Regions from separate parts of the Canis lupus genome. Here region 2 is linked to region 1. Evidence: chromatin contacts called from public Hi-C data. All regions are on one chromosome and are shown on one strand. Each heading gives the region's core, a stretch centred on a gene start, on an enhancer-like site or on the middle of the called end of the contact. The rest is flanking DNA. Distances are from core to core; before and after follow the strand shown.

Region 1 (6,514 bases), core at 2,497-4,996:
TCCAAGAGACCAGTTTCCCAAATCGTGCTCATAAGCACATGTGTCCCGCAATATCTTCATATACATCCTGTGATGAAGCTATTCTATGGTCAAAACATTTTGGGATACACTGGTTTAACTGGAAAGAAAATTACTTTCAATCTCAGAACTTCTCAGAGTTTTTCATATACAAATGTACATGGTGAATTTTCCAAAGGGAGATGAAGTATGTGGCATTTCCCAAGTGGATTTGATCTTGGAATTCTTTCTCAACCCTCTTCCTCACCATATGCTAGGGAATATTTATTAACCATAGTTTAGGAAATGCTCTAAGTAATTTTGTAATTTACTTTATAAGGTTAAAAAAGTCTATACTACAACCCAGCCAAAAAAAGCCAATTTAGCAGACCAAAAACATCATGGGCAAACTTTAAATCAATTTAGAAGAGTAACTAAATAAATGTACTCATTATTTTGATTGTATATGACTTTTTAAAAATTGTCATAAGATCTACCCTCTTAACAAATTTTTAAGTGTGCAATATTGTTAACTACAGGCACAGATCTAGAGATCTGTACAGCAGATCTCTAGAATTTATTCATTTTGTATAACTGAAACCTTATACCTGCTGAACATCAACTCCCTATTTCTCCCATCCCACAAACCCTGGCTCTCACCCTTCTACCTTCTGTTTCTGAGTTTGACTATTTAGAATATTTCATATAAATGGAACCATGCTGTATTTGTCCTATGATTAGCTTATTTCACTTAGTATAACGTTCTCAAGATTCATCCATTTTTTTTTTAGATTCATCCATGTTTTTTACCACTTCCTCCTTTTTTGTAGCTGATAGTATTCCACTCTGTGTATATACCACATTTTCTTCTTTCATGTGACCTTTTTGTGATCAAATAATCTACTGAGGGATATAAAGAAAAGAACCCAAGGCTTTAGCCTCTGCTGTTCATCAAGTCTTTCTGAACCTTACCCCCAAGCTCTGTTCCTCCCACACAATTTCTTTTCCATTAGTTTTTCATTTTCTTCAGTATATTTCTCATGATTACAAGTTCTTATGAATTCCTTAGATGAGTTACAGATTTATTGCTTGTTTCTACCACTAGAAAACGGTTCCATGAGGGCAATATCTTGTCTGTTTTGTTCATTTCTGTATTTTCAGTGTCTAGAGCAGTGCCTGGCACATCATATATAGTCAGTAAATATTTTTTGATGGAAGGAATAAATAAATCTATACAATCATTACCTAAGTTTTAATTATGAAATGTTTATTATGGTAATAAAAGATATAGGAAGAAAAAAGGGTGCTCTTTAGCAGCTTCAGTTGAGGCAATCAGGACAATCTTTGGCTTTCTAAAGGAGTAATTCCAATCTAATAAAATAAAAGAGGAATTATTGATTTGAAACTCAGGATGTTGTTTTGTAGATTCGCTTTTTAAAAATATTTTATTTATTTATTTGACACAGAGAGAGAGAGAGAGAGAGCACAAGCAGGGGGAGTGCAAAAGGGAGAAGCAAGCTCCCGCTAAGCAGGAAGCCAGATGTGGGGCTCAATCCTGGGTCCAGAGATCATGACTTGAGCTGAAAGCAGATACTTTGACTGAGGGACCCAGGTACCCCTTGTAGATTAATTTTTATTACGATTTTTAAAATGATTTAAAAAATATTTTATTTATTCATTTGAGAGAATGAGCACGAGGGAACGCAAGCAGTGGAAAGGGAGAAGCAGCCTGCCCCAGGCGCCCCATGATTTTTAATATATACTAAGGGATCGAAAAAGGACAATTATTTTTTAAAAATAAGACAAGTATGTGAAAGATGCTTGGCATGTAAGCATGCCTTATATAAATACTAATTTTTCTAGTTCTCTAAAAGACCTCTAAAAATGATGCTATGTAATAGTGATGCTATATTCTTGGCATGTTACAAGTTCTCCAACTTGGACAAATTGACAAAGCATCATTAACTTTTTTTTTTTTTTAAGCACACTTGTTCTAAAGGAAAGCTTGTGTTCTATATTTGCATTTGTATAGAAATGATAAGCTAGTGTTAAATATGTGCAGAGCATAAATGTTGCTTATTTATGGATCCTGGTTAATTTTAGAGGCACGGAAATCGGATTGAAATGTATGACTTTTTTGGGTTATTACAATAGATACATTCAACTTTGCCCAACAAAATGAGAGAAAGAAATCCAGAGGCATTATTTTTAGAGGGAAAGGATTCGTCCAGGAATCCAAGAAGATAATTAGCAGAAGTCCTTAGGACATTTGAAATTGCATTAAAAATCTACGAAGACTATTTCTGAGTATTAAAATGGAAAAATATTTATATCTCACTTTAGCAGATTTTTTATGTGGTTTAAAATTTTTTCTTGTTTAGGTTGTCCACATCCGGTCCCCACTCTTGTCTTTTCTATCCTCTCATTATCTCCCTCTAGGGGTTTGTTTTTACTTTCTGCTTTTATCCTTATTAGTGGGAAAAAATGGGTCAGTATTACTTTAGTTTGTCTTCACTTTCACTCTGCTGTTCATTCCTGAACCAGCTTTTAGCCTCTGAGAAAAGAACAAAGTAAAAACATTCACAGAAACTGGGCCAACCTCTTGGCGCCCCCTCCCCCCAAGAAAACAAAACCTAACCAAGGGCAACAGAAGTTCTTCTCCGCTCTCCTATAGCACCTTGTATTTCCTTTCTCATAAAATTCAGAATTTCATTATAACCGTTTACTGAACATCTCTCACCCCAGCTCGACGCAGTCCTTTGAGGACCTAGGGCATTGCCAAGAAGATATAAAAAGGTGAAATGAACAAACGCTGCCTGCGTGCGGGAATGACTGCTGCACAGCTGCCCACCCAGGCACCCACAATAGAGGAGCAAAGGGGCCAACAACAGGCTCAGGTGTGGGCCCTTTTCTCCAGAAAACCTTTTGGTAGAGAACTGCGGCACTGGTATCTTCATTACATAATTACTTGGGTAATTTAAGCAAGAGTTTTTGTTTCGTTGGGGAGGGGGGGGGTGGGAGGAGGATGAAGGGGCCGAATTACCGGGGTAATCTCGTTCCCGATGCCCGCGGAGTGGCTCTACCGAACCTTCTCGCCCTCTCACCTCCCTCCCGCGGCTCCAGGAGCTCGGCCGCCGGGAGCAGGGCCCCCACCCCCGGGCGGGGGGTTTCCCGGGGATACCCCGCCCCGCCCCGCCCTCCGGGCCCCGCCCCGGCCCCGCCCCCGGCCCGCCGGCCCCGCCCCGCGGCCGCCGCCAGCAGGGGTCGCGCTGCCCGCCGCGAGCCGCTCAGGCGGGGGTGGGGGAAGCTCCCGCGGCGGGTCGCTTTTCTCCGCTGCTGCTGGTTGGATCGTTTCAATAAAAGTCTTTTTTCTCGCTCGCTCGCTCGCTCGCTCGCTCTCCTCCGGGGAACAGGCGGAGGCGTCAATCCGCAGTCGCCGAGCGAGAAAGCGACGCACACGCAGCGAACGGGAGCGGCCGCCCGCGGTCTCCCGAGCTCCTCCGGGTCCGGCCGCAGAGAAGAAGGAGCCCCGGTCCGGGCGGGCCGCCTCAGCCGAGCGCCGGCACCTCCCTGCCCGGCCTCGCTCCCGCCCGGGCCCCTCCGAGGGGATTAGTGGGCTGCCCGCGCGGCCCGGCGGCCCGGCGGCCCGGCGGCCCGGGAGCCATGTTGTCCGGGGGGCTCGGCAACGCGTGAGGCACCCGCGGCCCCTCCCGAAGGCTCCGGACCCGGGCGAGGGCCGGAAGGCGGCAGCGGAGGCCTGCGCCTCGGAGGCGCCGTGGGTCCCCCGCCGGCCGCTGGGACCCGGACCTGCATCCGGTCGCCGCGGGCGTCGGCGGAGCCGCTCACCCTCCGCGCCTCGCCTGGAGACGCGGCCCCCGCGCTCGCTGGTGAGTTGGCGGCTGGCGACCGCGCGGGGCTCTCCCTGCCGCCCGGCGGACCCTCGCGAGCCCCGCGGGGCGGGAGGGCGGCCGTGGCGGGGCGCCGCGGGCTCAGGCCCGGCCGGGAAGTTGAGAGAGGCAGGCGCGGCCGGGGGGGCTCGCGGGTGCCGGTGGCCCCCGGCCCCGCGCGCGATCCCCGGGGCGCCGGGGCATTTCCGGGGCTGGGCTGGGCTGGGCTGGGCTGTGGGGAGGTGACGGGCTCCTTCGCGGAGGCGCGCGCGGTCGCCGCCACCCCCGGGGCTCGCTGCCCACCTGGACCCCGGGGGAGGCGGGGGGGCGCGAGGAGGCCGAAAGTCCCCCGAGACACAGATTCCCCCCGGCGGGGGCGGGGGCGGGGGCGGGGCCGCGGGGAAGGAAGGGCGCGAGGCTGCGGGAGGTGGGCGACGAGGCGGAGGCGGCGGCGGCGGCGGCGGCGGCGGCGGCCGCGGCGCTCCCAGCTCCTTGGAGACGCGGGGGGTGTGAGCGGGTGGCGGGCGCGGGGGAGGAGCGGGAGCCCGCGCGTGGGGAGCCGCCGAGACAAAGCTGAGCGCGGCCTCCCGCCGGCGGGTCACACCCCTGAGCGCGGGGCCGCGGCGGAGGGGCCGCGAGTGCGGGAAACCCGGGGAGCCGGCGGGGAGGGGGCCTGGGCAGCCGCCCGGGGTTGTCGTCTCCGTGGCAGTTGCTTTTCTCAGCGTTTTTGTGGCCGGTGCCTTCGCTCCCCAAGTCCGCGGGCTGGCCCCGGGTCCCCCGCCCCCCGCCCCTCGCCGCCGCGTGCCCCCCCCCCCCCCCCGCGTTCTCTCCCCACCGTTCTCTGCCCACTTCTCACCCACTCCTTTTTCGGGTAAGCAGTGTTTTGCCTCCAGCCTGCGGGGAGCGTGAGCTAATGACAGGATGCCTGAGCTCGCTCTGACCCTGAACTGCCTTGAACTCCTCTCCCTCCCTCCCACCCTTTCCTTTCTGGGCTCCTGTAATGTCACATGGCCGCTAACAATTAGCTTTTCTTTCAAAAACGGCAGAAGCGTAGCCGAAACCCGTGGCGCTCCTCCGCCGTCTGTATTAATTCGTCCATCAGAGTCACGTCGTTGGTCATGGAGCTTTATCACCTCTCCGCCAAATTTTCTAGATAACAAAAGTGGCGAATTTTGTTTCGAGTCTCGGCTCTTCCTTAGGGTCAGCGGAGTGTATCCCCGGCAGCCAGACCTGCTGTCACTTATCAGTGACAGACAATGCTTTCCCCAAACTTTACGGATTCTTTCTTGAGTCTTTGTTGAGGGATTTCTTTCAAAAGGCGCTTGTGTAAGAAGGTCAAAGGAACACATTCGCGCTACTGTATTTTCGACTTGTTTTGTTGACCACCGGGCAGAGGAGAATAATGAATGGGGTTGGTTTTAAGACCTTTGATGCCTTGAGTTAACGAAAGCCTCTGTCGAAGCTAGAAATAGGTTCAAGCAAATTTTAAGAAGGAAAAAAAAATTTGCCGGCAGTAGTTTATTGGTTTTTTGTTTGTGGATGAAGTCGTATCAGTCTCTGTAATTCTAGCATCTGCATACTTAGATGTACGAGGGTTGTAACAAAAGAAAAAAAATGTGGCTATCTTTAGGGAATGGTCTTTTTATGATGGAGAATTTTGGAATATAAAAATATTATCGTTTTACCTGGTGGACTGTCTCCTAGGCCAGAAACACTAACAGTTTGAATGCTGGACCTCAAAGAAAATAGTTGAGTCTTTGAATTTAAGCTGTTTAAAAATATATATATGTATGTATGTATGTATGTATAGATATATATTTACAGCGAAAGGAAGGAGATACTGAATTATGAATGGAAAGAAATTAAAAGTAAAGCCTGTTTGATGTAGCGAAGTTACTATTGATATCATTCTAAAAACAGTCACATCTTGCTGCCATTCAAGTATTTGAAGCTATAAAAATTGTGAAGGGGATTTCAGCCTAGGGACCAGTCTCCGAACTGTGGGACTCCCTATCCCACCCTCACCACTTAACACTTTTCAGATATCCTTGTAAAATTAACAGGTTGTATCATTAATAATCAATGTTTTTATATAATACTTCTCAAAAGGCCAAAATAAAGGTACATTGTTTTTTTTTTTTTTTTTCCCCTGGGTATTTATTAGTGTTTAATTAGATTATTGAAGTTTAATTCTCTGAAGGAAATCTACTAAAAAGTTAAGTAAGATTTCTGGGTGGTAGGATTTATGGCTGAATAAAAATACAGTTCTGTATTTTCCAAATTTTTACATTCCTCTTACAGGCAGGAAAAAAAAAAGTGTATGAAGTATGAAGGCTTGTTAATAACCTAATTTTCCTATTACTAGAAGAAGCTTCTATAAAATAGTTTATTCTCATCCTTGAACCAAGGCCCAACAAAGTCACTCACTTTCAGGTGTCAGCTGTTTGAAATAGTGCAGCCTGCCAGATGTGCTCTGGTTACCTGAAGGGAGAAAGATACATAGTAAGGAAGATAAAATCGGAAGAATTGATTCAGTATATGGTAATGATCTGATAGATGGGGGTAGATTTGTACAGCACTAATCTTAGGCTAATAAATCATTGGTTTTACAAAAATAGAAAAATTTTATT
Region 2 (6,648 bases), core at 2,920-5,419, 37 kb before region 1:
CTGGGTTCTGTTTAAAGAGCTTTCTAATCCAAAGTCTTTATTCTCAAATATTGTGCTAGTCCATTTACCACCACTGATGCTATGTACTGTCATGGGTTAATCGCATGAACAGGTAAACTAAATAGCTGATTACACTGCACAGTTAGAATGGTGATTACAATATGCACAGGCCATTGAAGGCCATTGTCCCCTAAATTCTTCTCCATATACTGCGATGTTGTTACCATTTATGTCACTTTTGGGGTTAAATAATGTACCCTAGAATGTTAGCAAAGTTTGTCTCCTCTGAGGAAGATATTCTAATAGACAAATCCATGGATTGATTTAACAGTTAAACTACAACTTAATAACAAACTACTAAAAGTGGATTCCCAAAGGAATAAAATACCTTCCACATACATTTTAACACATAATCTAAAAGTCTATTAAGGATCAAGTTCTCTGTAAAAAAAAAAAAAAAAAAAAAAAAAAAGCTGTGACAGAGGGACCTTAGCAGTTAAATGAAACCATAAAGGTGCTGTATACCCTGTAGATTTGGTGTCTTAACCTGAAATGGAATGTTGTAAATTGAAGAAATCTTGAATATTACCTACCACAACTCCTGCATTACCACATCCACAGAAAGACACCGTTTACGAAAGTAAGAGCTTAGCTTAGCTCAGAGAGATTCCTCCATTTGTTCATAGCCACAGAAGTAGAATTTCACTATGCTAAATCATAAGCCTCTTAACTCCAAGATTATTTCTCTGTCAAAATTTGAGGAGAAAATGGCAAAAAGCAGAAAAGAATGAGGAAAGAAAGAAATATTTGGTCCAACTCATAATTTTAACCAGCCCGAGCCTACATACCCACCAAATGCCTTTATCTCATTGGGGATGACAGGAAGGGAAAAGGCAGAGGATGTAAGAAGATGGCTTGGTGCATGCCAAGGGCACTCTGCCTCTGTTTGGGAGAAAAGGTGTTCAAATCACTGTGAGCTGGAGCTCTGATTTCTGCTTCTTTTTTTTTTTTTTTTTTAAGATTTTATTTATTTATTAGAGACACAGTGAATGAGAGTGAGAGAGAGAGATACAGGCAGAGGGAAAAGCAGGCTCCGTGCATGGAGCCCGACGCGGGACTCGATTCCGGGGTTTCTAGGATCACACCCCGGGCTGAAGGCGGCGCTAAACCGCTAAGCCTCCGGGGCTGCCCTGCTTCTTTCTTCCTTCAAGCCCACAGCTGATCTTAGGAGGAAGGAGAATGTCCTCCCTTTCATAATGGGAGGAGAGGCTTACTGTCATAGAGTCAGAGAACTCATCTATTTGCAGCCCAGTCCATCCTCAACCCTTAACATCCCTATCAAGGAGTCCCAAGCTCGGGTGACAAGGAGCCAAACACTTCCCTGTCAGATCTAATCTTTGAGCCAAAGTCAAGCTTGCTATGGTTCTTACCCTCTGGTCCTAGTAACTCCCTCTAGAGCCATTCAAACAGGTCAGACCCTTTTGTTCAGAATAATCCTTCACCTACCTGATGAGTAGAGTAGTAATAATAACAGCAAACACTTGCCTGTTATCAGCCAGGATAGTCTTCAATGTGTTTTACTTAACTGTTATCAGCCAGGCAGTCTTCAATGTGTTTTACTTAACTTTCTCAACAACCCAAGGGGCTATTATTGTCATTGGCACCCTGGAAAATTGAGGCAGAGAGAGGTTAAGACATTTGCTGTGCTCTCACATTTAGTAGGTGTTCAAATGAGGGTTTGAGTCTATGCAATCAGTCAGCATGTTACACAAGCTTTTCCTCCCTATTTCTTGCTCCCCCCTTCAGCCCCTCCTCATATGATAGGATCCTCCATCCCTTTCACCCTGTCCTTTGACTCACACTCTAGTTGGTCAATGATGCTTTTAACAGAGTCACTGTTGATGGCTGAGTTCACTGGGAAGCAGGCTCTTGCCACAGAGTTTGTAGTATGCAGGATGTTTATTAATGAGCACCCTTGATGTCAACACCTGAGGAAGATGAAAAAGATGGAGGGATGGGGGCAAAACAGACCTAAAACATTCGCACAAGTATGGTAGGTCTATCGAAGTATATATCATAAAATATTCACAGGTTACTCAGAAAATGTAAACCATTTTCAATGCAGTGGATATAAGACTGGCTGAAATTTTGACCACATTAAATTAATAACCTGCCCTATTTTTGTTCTAAATGTTAGTGAGGCAAGTTCACCCAAGTTGTTGGTTTTTGTTTTGTTTTGTTTTGTTTTTGTTGTTGTTGTTGGGAGTTGTTTCTCCCTCTCTCTGTACTCTCTCATGCTCACTCTTTCAAAATCTTGATAAACTCCACAAGAATGGAAACCTTGCCTTGCTCACTGGGTCAATCCCAATGGCAATAGCATAGCCAGCCTGGCACCTAATTCAATAGATTTTTGTTAAAAATGGGACATGATGGTGTTTGTGAAGGATGACAGTGGAAATCCTTTTACTGATTCAGGATAATTAAGTAAAAACTTCTGGGTATTCATGCCTCTGCACAGATATGATTTATCTTCCAAAAGAAAAGGTACATACCTTTGGTATGTATCACATATTCTTGTGTTAGGAAAAAGTCTACAGATCCCCTGGAAAGATTAGTAAGCCCCATATTTGTGCAAGCTCTTTTGTTTTTTTAGTTTAATAATGCTACTGCTCGTTGATCAACCAAGTTGTTTTTAAGAGCTCCACAGTATTTTGGCAAGTCTGTAAAGTAATAGATAATTAGTCCCCAGGAAAAAGAGGAGGAGGATGCCACAGCCCCCGCAAATCTGTTCCTTCCCAGATGCCTATTACAGTGGCTGCTCCAAATGCTATGAAAGTTAAACCTCAAATTCTTACCTTATTTATGCTTCCAGTCTGTTTATCAACTGTTCATATCTCAAAGCTGCAGATAGTCATATTCTTAACACATTACCCATTTCAGCACAGTTGATGTCTTAGCTAGAGGAATTTTTACAGTATAAATATTAGAGATCATACAAAGCTATACAAGAGAAATTGGTGGGAATATTATTTTAATAATAGCTATGAATACAGAAATGAGGAAACTTTTCAAAGGGAAATTAAAAACAGGTACGTTAAAATAACAGGAAATGGAATGTGATGAAGAACCGTCCACCTGCTAAATTAATATAGTCCCATTCAGTGTGAACACCGATGCATTGTTCCTGCACATTGTTAAGTTTGCTGAAAGGATTTTTTAAAGATTTTATTTATTTATTTGGGAGAGAGAGAGAAAAAGAGCACGAGGAGAGGGAGCAGCAGGCAGAGGGAGAGGGGGAAGTAGACTCCCCACAGGGAGCAGGGAGCCTAATGCAGGGCTCCATCCCAGGACCCTGGGATCATGACCTGAGCCCCCCCACCCCAGGAGCCCCCTGAAAGGGTATTTTAAGTGGTAATTCCCATCTTCAAGTTGAATTACTTCTACAAAGTAAGCCAGTTGCATTCCCTGGATGCCAGTCTCTCCGTTACGTTTTCCAACAGGTAATAGCATCTCCCTCTCATACCCAACAGAATTCACATTTCCTTCTGGGACACCAGACATAACTTCCTGCTCTTTGGAGTAGTCCAGCCTGGCTCTTTCACTAAACTGACTCCATTCGTTTGTCAATTTTACATAAAGATTCTCCATTGAAACGGCTCCTTCTGAGTCTCAGTCTGAGACTGAGAAAAGAGCAAAAGAACTCAGCCAGGTACACCCATTAGAAGTACCTGCATTTTGTTTGACCTCCTGGAACCAACGAGTTCGACAGAAGTCAGAGAAGAATAGAAAGCTAATCAGATAAGCTGTTCGTCATGGGGCAGCTTTCCCATGAATGAACCCGTGATTTCCTCCAAGAATTACATAACACGCGTTTGCTCACTTTGCCACAAGTCCTTATCGTGCCTATGATGTAAAGCTGAGCTGCGAGCCATACACGTCGAAGAGAAGGGTCAGCTGGAGGCCCGGAACCAACCCCACAACTGCAAAGGGAAACTGACTAATCTTAGAAATGTGTTTTTCCTTCCTTGTCCTAGGCTTGATCCAACTGGAGGAAACGGACTGGTATTTCATGATTTTCCTTTACAATAAGCCGGGAGCAAGCTGCAGAGGAAGCTGGTCGGGTCAGAGCAGAAAGGAAACTGCCTAGCACCTTCGTCAATTTCCTGTTGCATCCAACTGATAGCAGACAGGAGAGGACGTGATGTCATAGGCGCTGGCCCTGGGCTCCTAGATGCTGCTGATAAACGCTGCCACCTTCCCATCAGGGGCTAGTGATTCAGGGTTCTCCACCAACTTCATCTCCATTCAGACTTTAAAAACCGCTTCTTAACTGCCCAGACCTTTAAAATGCTTCATCCTGTGTAAGAGAGAGAGAGAGAGAGAGAGGGCCAATAGTTAAACTATTTCCTTCACAACCAGCCCCTGCTGATCCACCAACTGCTTTCCTCCAGAAAGACCCAAGATCTGTTTCGAGGGACATGGGCTCCTTGAGAATTCGGTCAGCTGATACAGACATTTCCATGGGAGGATGGGGAGAATGTCTTCGGATTTAGGCCAGGGTAAGGGTATGTTGGAGACATTTCATTAGAGACTTTCCCTATAGGACACGTGACTGCCCTACTCAAAAATGCCAATGACTTTCCCTTAATTACTGAATGGAATTCTAGTTTATTTGCAAATGGTTTGAAAGCCTTAAATAAGGCTCAAGGTCCCTACCTACCTTTCCAGAACTTGTCTCAAACTATCTTACTACTATCATTTAAAAACAAACAAACAAACAAAAAACAAAAAAGCAAAACAAAACAAAACTGTGTGCATGTGGTGTCCCAAGTTCCAGAGCTTTGGCTCAGGCTAGGTCATCCAAAATGATCTCCCTATTGCTATTCTTCCCTCCATGACTTAACCATAATTCATGTTCAAGTTGCTGTTTCTCCGTCAAATCTTCCCTGATTATTCTAGGTACAAAGAAATTGCACTAACCTTATAGTATTTCTCATATCTACTTCTCCCTTAGCCATAGATCATTTCGCTGAGCACATTTTGTGCTGTTTTGTTGTGTGACTTCTTAATTCTTGCATTCCTGTTTGGGTCTGTATGCTTTTGTAATAATTCTGGAAGGTTATATAGTTTACTTTTTTTTGAGAGAGAGAGAGAACACAGGAGAGAGACAGTGAGAGAGCACAGGCAGTGGGAGGGGCGGGGGGGGGGGAGAAGCTGGCTCCCTGTTGTGCAGGGAGCCTGATGTGGGGCTCGATTCCAGGACCCCGAGATCATGACCTGAGCTGAAGGCAGACCTTAACCAACTGAGCTACTCAGGTGCCCCTGGCTTACTTCTTTATATGCCTGCACCCCACCCAGAAAAGGCCTTCAATTCAGCAATACATCTTTTAGATTAATTTTTTGAAAGCGCACGATATTAAACAGAAACAGACACAATCATGTATGAACTTAAGTGGAGGGACGCCTGGGTTGCTCAGTGATTGAACATCTGCCTTTGGCTCAGGTTGTGATTCCAGGGGTCCTGGGATTGAGTCCCGCAATGGGCTCCCTACATGGAGCCTGCTTCTCCCTCTGCCTGTGTCTGCCTCTCTCTGTGTGCCTCTCATGAATAAATGAACTATTTTAATAAAAACGTAAGTGGAGAGGAATAATCTAGCATACAATAAGATAATCATGCGTTTGGGGAATTTAAGTAGTTAGGTTCTTACAGACGCTCAGATTTGTGATTTAATAGGAAATACCTTGACTACTTTCATCAGCCAATCAACCAATCTATTAAGCAAACAAAAGTAAATAAAAAACTCCTCTGAGGAGCACCTGGGTGGCTCAATCAACCAAGTATTTGCCTTCAGTTCAGGTCATATCCCAGGATCCTGGGATTGAGTCCCGCATCAGGCTCCCTGCTCAGCGGGGAGTCTGCTTCTCCCTCTCTTTCTGCCCCTTGCCCCTGCTCATGCTCTCTCTCGCTCTCAAATAAATAGAATCTTTAAAAAAAATTTGTTTTTAAATAAAACCTCTTCTGAGTTTGGGTAATAGTGATACAGTTTCATCGATTGTAACAAATGTGCCCCTCCAGTGTAGGATATTGATAGTGGAGGAGGCTGTGTGTGGGGAGGGGCGAGGAATATATGGGAAATCTCTGTACTTTCTGATCAATTTTGCTCTGTGAACCTAAAATTGCTCTAAAAATAAAGTTTATTTAAGGAAAAAAGAAAAACTTGAGTACCCAGTGTATTAAACCAGTTTAGATACTGCACTCGACAGTATCCGGTCTCCGCTCCCAAACCTCAACCCCTTGACGTGCTTCCATCATCACTGCGATCAAATCTGGAGTCCCCATTGTATGATGTCACATGACAAGGAGGGATCACTGTATTTGCACGTGGCTTGGACCCCTGGAGGTGCTGCCTTCTACCAGACTTGCCCGGGCTGGCTGAAAATCGCAGAAGGGCACATGGAGTTAATGCCCCCAGTGGAGTAGACTTTAATCAGTGAGAGATAGAAGGCGGGAGAAACTCAACAGATAAATTGTCCTTCATCCATCCATGGCCTGTCTGGTTTCCTGTAGCCTCTCTGGGCACCAATCAGCAGTGTTCTGTTGTGAGCGGCCAGCTCAGTGACACCTCCTTGTATTCGCTCTCCTTCCTT

The links. A called contact is a pair of places that touch in the nucleus more often than the background predicts.
Region 2: a Hi-C map of blood shows a contact between it and region 1, with 4 times the contacts expected there. The contact joins the enhancer-like site here to the promoter of CDK17 in region 1. A contact is called at or near these places in 2 of 9 Hi-C or Micro-C datasets (both in blood).

Annotation. Positions count from the first base shown.
Region 1 is chr15:36,424,929-36,431,442 of UU_Cfam_GSD_1.0, reverse strand. It overlaps CDK17 (cyclin-dependent kinase 17), which reads left to right and starts at 3,746. Exons shown (of 17, transcript XM_038558706.1): 1 at 3,746-3,884. LOC106559785 (a long non-coding RNA gene) reads right to left here and starts at 3,162. Exons shown (of 2, transcript XR_005370577.1): 1 at 3,041-3,162; 2 at 1,244-2,764.
Region 2 is chr15:36,462,247-36,468,894 of UU_Cfam_GSD_1.0, reverse strand. LOC111090049 (a long non-coding RNA gene) reads right to left here. Exons shown (of 4, transcript XR_005370578.1): 2 at 2,856-4,357; 3 at 1,861-1,988; 4 at 1,321-1,665. Among named protein-coding and RNA genes, the nearest start is that of CFAP54, 36 kb to the left of the region's middle. Within about 2 kb of position 4,169, at least 2 of the 20 cell types and tissues checked have an H3K27ac peak or open chromatin away from gene starts, as enhancers often do. A contact at or near this core is called in blood, where this site is marked.